Regions from separate parts of the Ovis aries genome. Here region 1 is linked to region 2. A link is a contact called in public Hi-C data. All regions are on one chromosome and are shown on one strand. Each heading gives the region's core, a stretch centred on a gene start, on an enhancer-like site or on the middle of the called end of the contact. The rest is flanking DNA. Distances are from core to core; before and after follow the strand shown. Region 1 overlaps ARHGAP26 (Rho GTPase activating protein 26). Region 2 overlaps ARHGAP26 (Rho GTPase activating protein 26).

The links. A called contact is a pair of places that touch in the nucleus more often than the background predicts.
Region 1: a contact with region 2 is called in a Hi-C map of muscle, with 2.4 times the contacts expected there. The contact joins two enhancer-like sites. A contact is called at or near these places in 2 of 16 Hi-C or Micro-C datasets (liver and muscle).

The regions. Positions count from the first base shown.
Region 1 is chr5:51,893,221-51,900,375 of ARS-UI_Ramb_v3.0, reverse strand. All of the region lies in intron 20 of ARHGAP26 (Rho GTPase activating protein 26), which reads right to left. Among named protein-coding and RNA genes, the nearest start is that of NR3C1, 220 kb to the left of the region's middle. Within about 2 kb of position 4,700, at least 7 of the 54 cell types and tissues checked have an H3K27ac peak or open chromatin away from gene starts, as enhancers often do. A contact at or near this core is called in muscle, where this site is marked.
Region 2 is chr5:51,727,745-51,734,245 of ARS-UI_Ramb_v3.0, reverse strand. The region is part of intron 12 of ARHGAP26 (Rho GTPase activating protein 26); the gene reads right to left. Among named protein-coding and RNA genes, the nearest start is that of ARHGAP26, 270 kb to the right of the region's middle. Within about 2 kb of position 5,250, at least 4 of the 54 cell types and tissues checked have an H3K27ac peak or open chromatin away from gene starts, as enhancers often do. A contact at or near this core is called in muscle, where this site is marked.

The DNA.
Region 1 (7,155 bases), core at 3,451-5,950, 170 kb before region 2:
CAATATACAGTATGGAAGCTATAGTTAAGAATAATTTATTGCATATTTGAAAATTACTAAGAGAATAAAGCCTAAAAGTTCTCATCACAAGAAAAAAATTTGTAACTATATATGTTAACCAGACTTATTATGGTGGTTATTTTGCAATCAATATTAATATAAAATCATTATATTTTATACTTGAAATCAATACAATGTTACAAGTCAATTATACTTCAATAAAACAAAAAACTTAGCAAATGAAACAACTGACAAAGAATTTCCAAAATATACAAGCAGCTCATACAAGTCAATACCAGAAAAACAAACAACCCAATCAAAATGAGGCTGCTGCTGCTGCTGCTGCTAGGTCGCTTCAGTCCTGTCTGACTCAGTGCGACCCCAGAGACGGCAGCCCACCAGGCTCCCCTGTCCCTGGGATACTCCAGGCAAGAACACTGGAGTGGGTTGCCATTTCCTTCTCCAATGCATGAAAGTGAAAAGTGAAAGTGAAGTCGTTCAGTCGTGTCCAACCCTCAGCAACCCCATGGACTGCAGCTTACTAGGCTCCTCCGTCCATGGGATTTTCCAGGCAAGAGTACTGGAGTGGGGTGCCATTGCCTTCTCCGGGGAAAAACCTAAAAAGACATTTCTCCAAAGACATACAGATGACTAATAAACACAAGCAAGTATGCTCAACAATTTTTGCTCATTATTAGAGAAATGCAAATCAGAACTACAATGAGGTATCACCTCACATCAGTCAGAATGGCCATCACCAAAAAGTCTATAAACAATAAGTGTTGGAGAGGGTGTGGAGAAAAAGGAACCCTCTTGCAGTGTTGGTGGAAATGTAAATTGATACAGCCACTATGGAAGACAGTATGGAGATTCCTTTAAAAAAATTAGGAATAAAACCATCATATGACCCAGCAATCCCACCACTAGGCATATACCCTGAGGAAACCAAAACTGAAAAAGACACATGTACCCCAATGTTCATTGCAGCACTATTTACTATAGCTAGGATATGGAAGCAACCTGGATGTCTATTCACAGATGAATGGATAAAGAAGCTGTGGTACATATATACAATAGAATACTACTCAGCCTAAAAAGGAACACACCTGAGTCAGTTATAATGAGGTGGATGAACCCAGAGCCTGTTATACAAAGTGAAGTAAGTCAGGAAAAGAAAAACAAATAGTGCATAATAATGTATATATATGGAATCTAGAAAGGCGGCACTGATGAAAGTATCTGCAGGACAGCAATGGAGAAAGACATAGAGAAGAGACTCATGGGCACGGACGGAGAAGATGGAGGAGAGGCTGGGAGGTATGGAGAGAGTAATACGGAAACTCACATTACCATTGTAAAACAGATAGCCAAGGGGGATTTGCTGTATGACTCAGGGAACTCAAACCAAGGCTCTGTAACAACCTAGAGGGGAGGGATGGGGAGGGAGGTAGGAAGGAGGCTCAAGAGGGAGGGCACATATGTATATCTATGGCTGATTCATGTTGATGTTTGGCAGAAACCAACACAGTACTCTAAGGCAATTATCCTTTGATTAAAAAAACAACTAAAAAAAAAAAAAAAAAAGAAAGAAAACCAACCTGACAAAAGGTACCACGTATCACTGACTGGTTCAGAACCTTTGCAGGTACATATATGCATTCATATGTATTTGTTTTGCCCATTAAAATGGCACTATAACCTACATACTTTTTTATTCTGCTTTTCTTTTTAACAAAGTGGTTTATTATGAAAATATTCTCATGCCAATAAAGTTTATCAGCAGCAAGATTTTTAATAGCTGCACTGTAGGCCATGGCTATGTGATAGTTACCAAATCATCACCACTGTTGGACATTTAAATTATTTTGTTATGATAAGTAATACTGCAATGAAAGTTCCTCCACCTTTGCAAATACCTGTGATTATTTCCTTGTTATAAATACTAGGAGTGCAATGACTGAGTCAAAGGGCTAGTCCATCTGGAGACTTCTGACACCTATTTCCATACTATTCCCAGCAAAGGTCATGCTGCTTCAGAATCCCACACACAGAGGGCCATTCTGACCTCACACACAGCCCTTCCCTTCTTCCTCTCTTGGGTATATGAATTTTGTTGCTTCTGTCAAACAAGCCTATCAAACCACTGAGACAAAAACGGGGTAGATCGCACTAGGTTTGAATCGTTATTCCAAAGTAAATGAGAGCTCTAAGAGGAGCCTGCCCTGAAGCACTGCACCGTTTCAGAATAAGGGGGTGGTGAGAGAAGGGAGGGGAGGTTTGTTCTGCCTTAGCCTCGTCTCCTAAATAGAGAATTACTGGCTTCCTCCAGTCCATCAATCAGCAAGCTGAGTCTGAACACTCAATTATAGCAAGGGAATGAATGAGCTTATACATAGTAGGGACACACACACTGAGAGCAAACAAGCCCAGTCACCCCCATCACATCTCAGCTGCGACTGACACCGGAGATACTCCGGCAGGTACGATGTCCTTAAGAGGGAATGTTCCTCATGTTCTTTTTTCAAAGGGGAGATAAAAGGATACTTGATAAAAAAAGATAATCTGGGTTGGAGGCTCAAATATTCATAATGAGTATTTCAGCTAGTGAAAAAGAAGCATTCTCCTACTCCCAACGGGCGAGAAGGGACAGCTGGCATTTTGGAGTTGGCAAATTGCTCCTGAAAGATCAATGTTGTCTCTGTATTTGATAGACTGATCTGGTCTAAAGTTTATTTGTTGAAATAGATAATGTAATATTCAGGCCATCAGTGTGTACACACATATGCTGTTTTCCCTTAACCCCTTTCCCTCCGTGAAACTTTCAGAATCTGAATGCCTTATCCCCTTACTGGACCAGGGGCAAAGGTAACTTCAAATGACGCGGCTCCCTTGGGGAAAAGAGACAGAACAAACAGTTTTCAAGAACTACAAGTTATCCAAAATTCTATTGAAACTAAGAAAATGGAGTCTTTCCCCAATTGCCTTCTACCATCTCCCCAGTCAGAATTCTCTGCCTGCGTATAGAGACCACAAAGAAACGCTTGTTTTGATGTCTGCGAGGGGCAGGGTTATTGCTGTGTTGCCTCAGGGCTTCCACTGGTATCTGGGTGCCTGTGCTGGACACTGGGAGAGGGAGAGGGAAGCCATTCCCCTGGTGTGCTCTGCCCATTACCAGAGGCAGTGAGCGCCCTGGGGGAATTTCCACTGGGGTACAGCTGTTGCTCTCTGGGTAAAATGTGGTACGTGTGGGCAGAGAAGAGCTCAAGAAATGAGTTGCCTAGAGCCAACTCATTCTGCAAGCTGCTCCTCAGAAGATGACAGACAGATTGTGTGTTTTGCAACTGCTCAGGGTGGGGGGCAAACTCCTGGTGGTTTTGCCCCAAAGCCTAGGGTCATATGTCCTTCCAGAATAGCAGCTGAGATGAGTGAAAAGTAGGAATAGTTAATATTTATTTAGGGCTCATTACAAGGCAGGTCACAGAGAGCTCTGCACTCATTAGCTCAATTCCCCACCAGAAACCATCGCCAGATAAGGAGCACAGATACACAAATTTGGTGTTCTGGAAAATCACAGAAAATCTTCCAGGACGTTTTTCACTCTGGGCCTACCCCCAACTCACCTTCTGCCCTCATCTCCAGAAGTACAGGGCCAAGTGCGGCGTTTACTAGAGAGGTTATGTTGCCACAAGGAATAGCCCAAATTCCCTGATAGGCAATATCCAGGAAAAGAAACAGGCTCATACGCCACTTTTAAACTGCACGGGGCGTAAGAAGAATAACTCTAAACTAGCCTTCCTGTTGCCGATATGTTGTGTTCAGCTGGAGTCAAAACTAGAGGAATATGCTTTCAGCAAGTGGTAGCATCAACTTTCCAAAGGACCTGTGTTGTAACGGATCGGGTGCACTATGATTAACTGAGGGCCATACCTTGCAAAAATCGTTTCTTTGACATGATTTATGGAAACAACTACTTACAAAGGATCTGAATCTGAGAATGGAGTGGCTAAAGATAGTGACTATTTACTTAAGAACTGACGTGGCCAGGCCACCATCCAGAGAGCAAAGAATTCGTCTCTATTTCTAGGAAACTTCAGGACATTCTGGCCTGATACAACTGGTGATGAGTCTACAAAAACTCAGTTGCTATGTGGATAATTTGGTCAAGTACTTCAGGCAGGTGAGAAATTATCTTGTACATCTTCTGTGTTAATGACTACCTCTGGATAAAGGAATTCTTAACTCATGAACAAACAAGTTTTTTTTTTTTTTCCCCCCACAACTAAAATGGTTTCATTCAACAAATACTTATGAAGCATGTACTGTGAGCCAGGACTGCTGGGGATACTATGTGATATATAATATAGTAAGATGCTTACTCTCATGGGGTTTAGAGTGTCTTAAGGAGAGATGGACAACAAGTCAGTCAGTTAGGAGGCAAGATAAGATTGCAGAGGAAAAGTGCTATAAAGAAAATAAAACAAGGAGACAGTGATGGTAGACAGTGATGGGTGGGGTTTGGAAGGGTCAGGGCAGGCCAGGGTGTGTGAGGATCAGGGAAGATCCTTCTAAGGCAGCAGGAACAGGTGTTGCTAAGGTCCTGAGGCAAGAATGAAGTGTATTTTGTATGAGGAACAGAGTAAGCATAGGAGCATGGCAAGCAAGGGAGATGGTCATATGACGTGAGGCAGGAGAGGTCAAGTAAGGTAACCAGTCAGAGCCAGGTCACACAGGCCAGGATAGACATTTGAGATTGTATTCTGTGTTCAACTAGAAGGCACTGCAGAGTTCTAAACAATTTCCTGAATCTGAAGCATTGCTAAACATTTGATGTGCTTATAGAATTTAAAAAAAAAAATAACCCCCACTGAAAAATCTCAAAGGTGAGTGCCATTTCCCAAGTACGGGGAAGGAGGGGGGGTGGGCACAAGTTCTACTTTCTGCAAAACTGATTGTTCAGAAATCTTTTTCAATGTATTTTATGTGCTTACTCATTCCTATAAAAAACAAATCTGTATTACTAAGTTCTAGGCACCGTGCTGGGTGCTGAGGAAATATGATGGCGAAAACATCATTGGCCCACAGTGTATGAGACAAATAACCAGGCAACGACAACACACTGTGATTACACCCTACGGGGAGCTGGGTAAGCGCTTCCCTAATACGCAGGGATTCTCTACACAGTCTAGGAGAGAGAACAGGGGCGAGCAGGGAGAATCACGGAAGGTTTTCCGAAGGAAGTGACCCCTGAAGGAGAATAACACAATATTCTCCAGAGGTAAAAAGGCACAGGGTAAGGTTGAGGAAGTGAAACAAGTTCAGTTGGCCCAAGTGCAGGGTTTAAACAGGGTCAAGCAGGGGTGTATCACCCAGGGCCTCTCCGTTAATAAGGATTCTGGAGTTTATGGTATCAATGGTGGGGGAGGGGTATCAAGACTGTAAAGAAGCAGGGGAGTTCAGGTTTGCACATCCCATGGGTTGCAGTATAGAGCATGAGCTGGAGGGACCAGTCAAGGGTAAAGAACACCAGAAGGTCTAGGGCTAGGGTGGAGGCAGGAGGGACAGAGACAAACAGGCTGGTATGAGAGAGCCAGAAATGACAGGTCTAGATAACTGATGCCTCCTTGACGGCTGTTGGTAAAGAATCTGCCTGCAACGCAAGACCTGGGTTTGATCCCTGGGCTGGGAAGAACCCCTGGAGGAGGGCATGGCAGCCCACTCCAGTATTCTTGCCTAGAGAATCCCCATGGACAGAAGAGCCTGGTGGGCTACAGTCCATGGGGTCGCAAAGAGTCAGACACAACTGAGCGACTAAGCACAGAACAGATGATTCATGAGAAGTCAGTAAAAGAAGTAAAGGAAGCTGGCCAGGTTTCCAGGCACCCGATGGAGAGTGGTAAAATACATGGAAACAGGAAATGCAGGGTTATGAGAGGAAGCATTCGTGCATGAAGTTGGCTGGTGCTGGGCTTGGCAGACAACTGGACAACATGGGTCTAAGGCAGACACATGGGAACAGGCAGAAGATCGGGATACAGAGAGTCTTCAGCAGGTTGCTGGCAACTGGAACCACAGAAAATGATGTGATTCACTGAAGAGTTAAGAAGAAATAATTTTTAAGAGAAAAGGAACCCTCAGAAGAGACAGGCAGAGAGCAAGCAAGAAAATCAAGAGAGTGTGGTGCCACCCAAGACAAGCCAAGAGAGGACTTTAAACAGAGGGGTCCACTGACCATGCCCCATACTGCCAGCAATGAAGCAAGGTGGGGGCTGAGAAGGATCCTCAAGGTTTGACAGGGCAGACGCTGGTGACCTGGTGAGAAGCAGTGTCAGCAGAGTAGCTGGGGACAAAGCCCAGGCTGAGAGGGGAGGGTGGAGTCGGGGGAGGAAGTGGAAACAGGAGAGATGCCTATATTTAGTCTCAAGAATAGGGATGAAAAAAATTCAGCACAGAACTTTCCCCATATTAACAAATCAAATGTGAATTTTCCAAACACTGGAAGTAACTCCAGATTTTTTTAAAAAGGGCTATTTGGCGGCAAATAGCCCGAGGCAAGAAAAGCTGAAGAAACCCCAAGATGTCTCCCTCTGAATCCTTTTGAAGTGGCCACCTTACAGCCTGGAAGTAAGGACCCTGCCTCCCTTCTGTGAGCTTTGCCCCAGGTAGAGGGGAGGTGATGCCAGGAACCTGACTCCAACCACGGCTCACTGTCTGTTCTGAGTCGCAAGGGCAGCATGCAGGGGAGGGAGCGTCGCCAAAAGATGAGAAAGCCACGATCACGAAAAGCATCACACGTGGTCGTGGTCTGGTCTGAGAAGCTGACACGACTACTGTTCACACTTGGGGTCACACAGCTCTCTCCTTGCTGCTTCACCTGCTTATCTACCCAACAACTATTTACTAAACACCTCCATGATGCTGGGAAAGATTGGATGCTGCAAAGCAGCAAGGTCCAGCCCAGTGAGGAAACTTCGCATCTAAACAGAAGATTATTCTGCAGTTAGGTAAGCGGGGTGTGGTGGGCTCAGCATCCTGGAGCCATGGGATGCATTTCTTGGTCTGCTCTGTGCACACTATGTGACCTAGCGCAGGGGAGATAACCTTTCTGAGCCTCAGTTCCCCCATTTGAAAAATGAGGTCATAGCAGGCTGCCTCCTG
Region 2 (6,501 bases), core at 4,001-6,500:
TTTGAACTGTGGTGTTGGAGAAGACTCTTGAGAGTCCCTTGGACTGCAAGGAGATCCAATCAGTCCATCCTAAAGGAGATCAGTCCTGGGTGTTCATTGGAAGGACTGATGTTGAAGCTGAAACTCCAATACTTTGGCCACCTGATGAGAAGAGCTGACTCATTTGAAAAGACCCTGATGCTGGGAAAGATTGAGGGCAGGAGGAGAAGGGGACGATAGAGGATGAGATGGCTGGATGGCATCACCGACTTGATGGTAAAGGGTTTGGGTGGACTCCGGGAGTTGGTGATGGACAGGGAGGCCTGGCATGCTGCATTTCATGGGGTCATAAAGAGTCAGACACGACTTAGCGACTGAACTGAACTGAACTGAACTACATTCTAATACTTGAATCAAACTTTCCAGTTGATGAAATACTCTTCACACCCAAGTGCATGTTAACCTTACTGTTATCTCATGGGGGTACATATTGCTACTATTCTTACTAAAAACGTCTTGCTGTGTCTCCACACTAGTAAGTATAATGAAGGATAATATAATACTATTTATAGAATAAATTAATAGCTTATAGTTTATTTAACTTTCCCAATATATCTATCTGTTAAGCTTTTATGATGAGAAAAGCCAGGCTCACGACGTTAAGTGGTACCAACAATGATGACGGCAGTAGTAACGCTTTGCACATAGTGTTGCTCTGGAGTAGGCACTTAATTGCACCATATCATCACCATTATCATTACCACCAGCCCTGCTCTGCAGATGGAAACCTTGGATCCAACAAGGTTAAGGGGCTCCTGTAGGCTTGCGGTGTTCATGAGCGGTGGGACCAGGACTCTAACTTGGTCTGGCTCCAGAGGCCATTCTCTTCTATCCCCTGTTCCTCTGCTGAAGTTCACACAGCCAGTCAGAGAAGGACCCAGGGCTGGAGTCCTATTTTCTGAATTCTGCCCTTTCTACTCCAGAAGTAGCTCCCAAACAGAGGGGACAGACTCAGGAGCACGCTTGTTCAATGCAGATTCTGGGTGCCTCCCAAAGGATATGCTTCAGCAGGTATGAGAATCACATGTGGGACAGATAACACTGTACTGTATACTAAGTGACTAAAATTATTATCACTAAAGACCACTACCAATGATTATTGACTGTTAGTTAATGGGTGATTCTTATTCCACATTCCTCATCCAATAAGATTCACCAGTGCTGTGTACCTCAAAGTGTAATGCTGGCTTGTGCCACTGGGATATGTGAAATGATTCCAAGTAGTTCACAAATAAATATTTCCAATTGTTACACACTTACTTTAATAAGTACTGGAAATTTATTGCTTTATCTCACAAAGTATGATGCATTTTTAAAATAAATGTGGCTTAAGAAGAGTGAATTGATTTTTTAAAATAGTACATAAATAGTATTACAGGGGGTATATACACATGTTAAAAAATAATGAAGGTGACAAACACCACATTTGGGAGCTACTGTTCTAATCTGCATCAGCCCAGGCACCACCTTCAACCTGGCTGAAAGGACAAGATGGGAGGGTACCACATTCTATCAGCAAGCTATCAATAGTCATCCTTGAGTCCTTGCCATCTCTCACACCCTACATCCAATCCATTAGCCAGTCCCATCAGGAATAACAAACCTAGAATCCAGCTACTTTTCATCATCTCTGTTACTAATACTTTGGTCCAGGCTACCATCATCTTTTGCCTGGATTGTTTCCATAGCTTCTCAACTGTTTCTCCTTTTGCCCCCTACAGTGGATCCTCTGCCGGCAGTCAGAGTCATCTTTTAAAAATATACATTGGCTCATGTCACTCGCCTGATCACAACTCGCCAGGGACTTCTCATGACACTCAGAATGCAATCCTACCTCCTGACCACAGCCTCACATGGCTCAGTCCACCTGAACACTCTCCATCTGGTCTCTGCCAATACAGTCACAAGGATCCTTCCTGATACTCCTTGAACATGGCTAGTTCAGCTTCCCCACTGTAGGGGCCTCTGTGCATGCTTGTTTCTCTGCCAGTTCCTGACATGCCACCCTCCCTAGGTTTGTTCAGGTTTCTCCTTAAATGTCATTTCTTCAAGGAGGCCTCCTCTGTCCCTGGTATCTAAAAAAGCCACCCATCAAGAGAGGGATGGACAGTTTGGGGTCAGTGGATGCAAACTGTTACATATAGGATGGATACACAACAAAGTCCTGCTGTACAGCACCGGGAACTATGTTCAATATCCTGTGATAAACCATAATGGAAAAGAATATGAAAAACAATGTGTCTTGGTGTATAACTGAGCTATTCTACTGTACAACAGTAATTAACACAACACTGTAAAATCAACTATACTGCAGTAAAAAATAAATTAAATATAAAATAGCCACCCTTCCCCTGTAACTCCCTATCCCTTTGTTCTTGCTTCCTCATAGCCCTTCTCGCCACCTGCAAGCCTCCCTTTGTTTGCTAGCTGACTGTTTGGGGTCCCTGCTCTCATTCAGGGACTTCATCTGCGTTGTTCACTACCGTAGCTTCAATATACATTTCCTGAAGGAAGCAACAAATACAACCCACAGCAGAGACACCAAGAAATCAATAGGTAAAGAAGTTCCTACACTCCAGGAACCTCAGTGGGGAGCAGCTGACTGAACCCTGGTACCTTCCAGAGTACAGGGGTCTGCTGGGGAACTGCAGAACAGATAGCACTGATAGGGCTCTCATTCACCCCCTGACCTCTGTGCATGAATACCACCAATCAGGATTTTCTTCCCTGCTGCTAAGTCGCTTCAGTCATGGCCAACTCTGTGCAACCCCATAGACGGCAGCCCACCAGGCTCCCCCGTCCCTGGGATTCTCCAGGCAAGAACACTGGAGTGGGTTGCCATTTCCTTCTGCAATGCTTAAAGTGAAAAGTGAAAGTGAAGTTGCTCAGTCATGTCCGACTCCCAGCGACCCCATGGACTGCAGCCCACCAGGCTCCTCCGTCCATGGGATTTTCCAGGCAAGAGTACTGGAGTGGGGTGCCATTGCCTTCTCCAATCTTTTCTCATGGTTTCCATAGACACACATTAAGAAAAATAAGCCGAGAAGGACGGAGAGTAAAGCAAGTTAAACAGGTAGCAGAGGAAGAGATGAAAACCCTGCCTGGCTTGGAATAAACCTGCAAGTCTCAGATGTTCCAGTTCTCAGCCAGACAGAGGCAGCCAAAGCGGCAGCAGGCGGGTTTCTGCACAGTACAGCTGAGAACTGCAGACCAGCATGGGGCGGAAGGATGGAGGAAGGACAGTTTCCTTGTGGGTTTTGACATCTGCAATCTCCTCGTCTACCTTAAAATTCCTGATCAGACAGCTGCAAAGAAGCAAGGCTGCACACACGCCTTGGTAATGTGAACCATCTTAATCAGAACCATTTGTCTCCTACCTGGGACTCCGGACATCCCAAGAATGACTTACAGTCCAGTGGCCTCAATTCCTTTCTACCTCGAGGCCTGGGTGGCTATGCTCTGATTTCTCAACCAAGAGAGATCAGTGCCAGCTTTCCGAAGGTGGATGTGTTTCAAGTGGAAAACCAATCTCCTCTGTCCAGCTAGATCCCTTCCTGCCTCTGACTACGCATCCTCTACCTTATCTGCCCTAGAAACGGTTTAGCTATTTTTCAGACACATCAAACTCCAGGGTGGTAGAAGGCAGGGAAGGAGATGCCATTCAGAATCTGAGGCCTAAGATTTGCACCTGGAATCACCATGATATTGTATGATGTGGAAATACATCACCTCTCGGACCCTTTTTCTCATCTTGAAGATCAAGCACAGTAGAAATTTAAAAAAGCAATGCATGTGAAGGCACTCTGAAAGAAAACTATCCAGTGTCAGGCTTTATATAAATAGCCTCTCGTTTCAGCTAATGATGATGTTATTGATAATAACAGCAGAGAGCAACATTTAATGACTGCTTAGAATACCAAGCACCACTGATTAAAGAATTTCCAGTTTATTCTCATTTGATACTCTCAAAAAAACCAATGATGTAGACAGTAAGACTATCCTCATTTTACAGATAAAGAAACTGAGGTCTGGAGAAATTAATTTTCCACAGTCACAAATTCAATAAGCCATGAGGCTGGGATCCCAAACACATGTGTAATAATACTCCAGAATTAACATTCCCAACCACTACTCAAACTGCCCCCCACTGTGGGGAACAGTACTTGACAGCTTTCACAAAATCTTACATGCTGAATGAGAGGTGCACACTGAACACTGATTATGGGGGGAAGGAATGATCTTGAGTAACTACAAGCTTGCACTTAGGATGAAGCCTCAGTTTTCTCATCTGTAAATGGGGTCAATACTACCATCTGCTTCACAGGGTTCTTACAAAGATCAAACAATATAATGTAGGTCAGACAATAAGCACATTGCCTGGGACACAGTATGTACTAATGATAATGTTTATCACTAATGATTTCATTGATCAAGAGCCTGTACTTGGTGCCAGTGAGGAAAATCAGTCTCTCTCCACAGCCCCTTGCACTGGGCTTTAAGAGTTAAGGATGTTGCCAGGGACCTGCTCGCGGCTCCTTGGTTGAAGCCCAAACTGGGATGCCAAGGGGTGGTGGGCACCTGCCAGGCGGCAGCCTACTGTCTGTCCAGAGCCCACATGGCTGAGGGGAAGGGGATATCAGGCCACAACGAAGTCACGCACTGGCTGCGTTTGTCAGTCTAAGGCTGGCTGAGGAGAGGAGAGATTTGAGGACGAGCCGAGAGTCTTCTGACTGCACAGGCAAGTCTGAGGAGTACCCCGTCAGCCATGTCCTTGAGGGGTGGGGTGTCACCAAAGCAAAGGGCTGGGAACCCAGAGAATAGCATCTCAGAGAAAACAATCCATTCCTTCTCCTTCCTCTCCCTCTGGCCCCCAGCGCTCATGCCGGCTGCTGCCACTCTCCACAGCGAGCAGCTGCGCCATGCTCACAACTCGTAAGGAAAAGCAGGCTGGGGGCCAGCACTTCAGTGAGGGAGCAGGAGACCATCTTATCCTACCGTGGCTCAGGAGAAGAAAGTAGTGGTGACAAAAAGCTGCCATGGAGGGAAAAGGGAAAGAAGAAGGGCCAAGAGGGGCTGGGGGCAGCGGGAAGGGAATGCACGCCTGTCTTCTATCAACTCTGGCTGGCAGGCGTAGAGAGAAAGCTGGAGGGGAAGGTGTACTCAGCTGACTCCCTCGTGGGCCAGCACATAGGAGGCCAGGCCACCATCCCCACTAATGCATCCATCCTTCTCAGGTTTAAGAGGGGAAATGTTCTATTTATAAGCCACCAACCAGTGGAGATCTGGCAGCCGCTGGATGGCTCTGATCCCACAGGGATCCTGGCTACTCGCGGCTGTCTTCTCCAGCCTCTCAACTGGGGGTGTTCTCAAAGCAAAAGGCCAAAGGTGATTGGAAGCAAAAGAAAAAAAAGCTGCTCTCCTGTCCTTCGCTGCTTTCGTGAGACTGCTAGCTTTTTAGTGATGGCTAAAGACTTCAGAACATTTTAAAAACAGTGACCCATGTGGTCCCATCAGATCTTCCTGCCCTGAGAGCTTCAAGACTCAATCTCTTTTTCTGCTTTACGATCAATGGAAGCTGAGGCAGAGGATGAAGGGAATGCAGAAACCAGAACAGGGCAATGGGCAAACAGAGAAAGGTAATGATGCCCCTCCCATCTCTCTCCTTGTCCTCAATCTTATCCTCATGAAACAAGAAGTGCTTTGATCCAGCAACATTATGGAGTCTAATCTGAGTAACAGCCGAGAGAACGAGTGTATATAACAGAAACAACATATAAAGCAGCTGTGGTTGTGTTGTCAAAGTCCGTGGGAGAGTAATGGGTCATGTTGCAGCTCTGCACCTGGGAAGCTTGAGTCACTGAAATATGTGACTCTGATTCTCCCAGCATCCTATGTGACGTGTGAAGAGCCACAGATGGCTCTGGAGGAGGCTCACTAAGAAGGAACAAGGGATGGCCCCTCAATGGCAAACTGCTGGGCAGATTAAGTATTGGAAATTGATGATGAAACTCTTTCCAGTCGCACTGGGTTGCCCACAAAATGACAGATGGCAGGGCAGAGCAAAGATCTCACGCACATCAAGAATGGTAGGGGAAATGATCTTGGCAATCGGGCAGACTTAGCTCTGGTACCTTGCCATCCTTAAGCCTGTTTGCTCACTTGTAACTCGCTTGCTGTGAATAGCATTTCTGCAGTAGTACCCATCCACGCACCACACTCGTGCTCCCTGCCATAACCCCATGCTGTCTTGAAGAGATGAATATTTAAAAACCTATCTTTGTATCACGCTGAGTTAACAAACTTGTAGTTAATGGACTAAACTCACTGTTGCCTGTTTTATAAATAACACCACCCCCTTTGTTTCCACATTGTCTATGGCTGCTTTCAGACCATCAAAGCAGAGTGAAATAGCACCACAAATCCAAAAATCTACTCCTTTCCTGAAAAACCTGACCCCTGTGC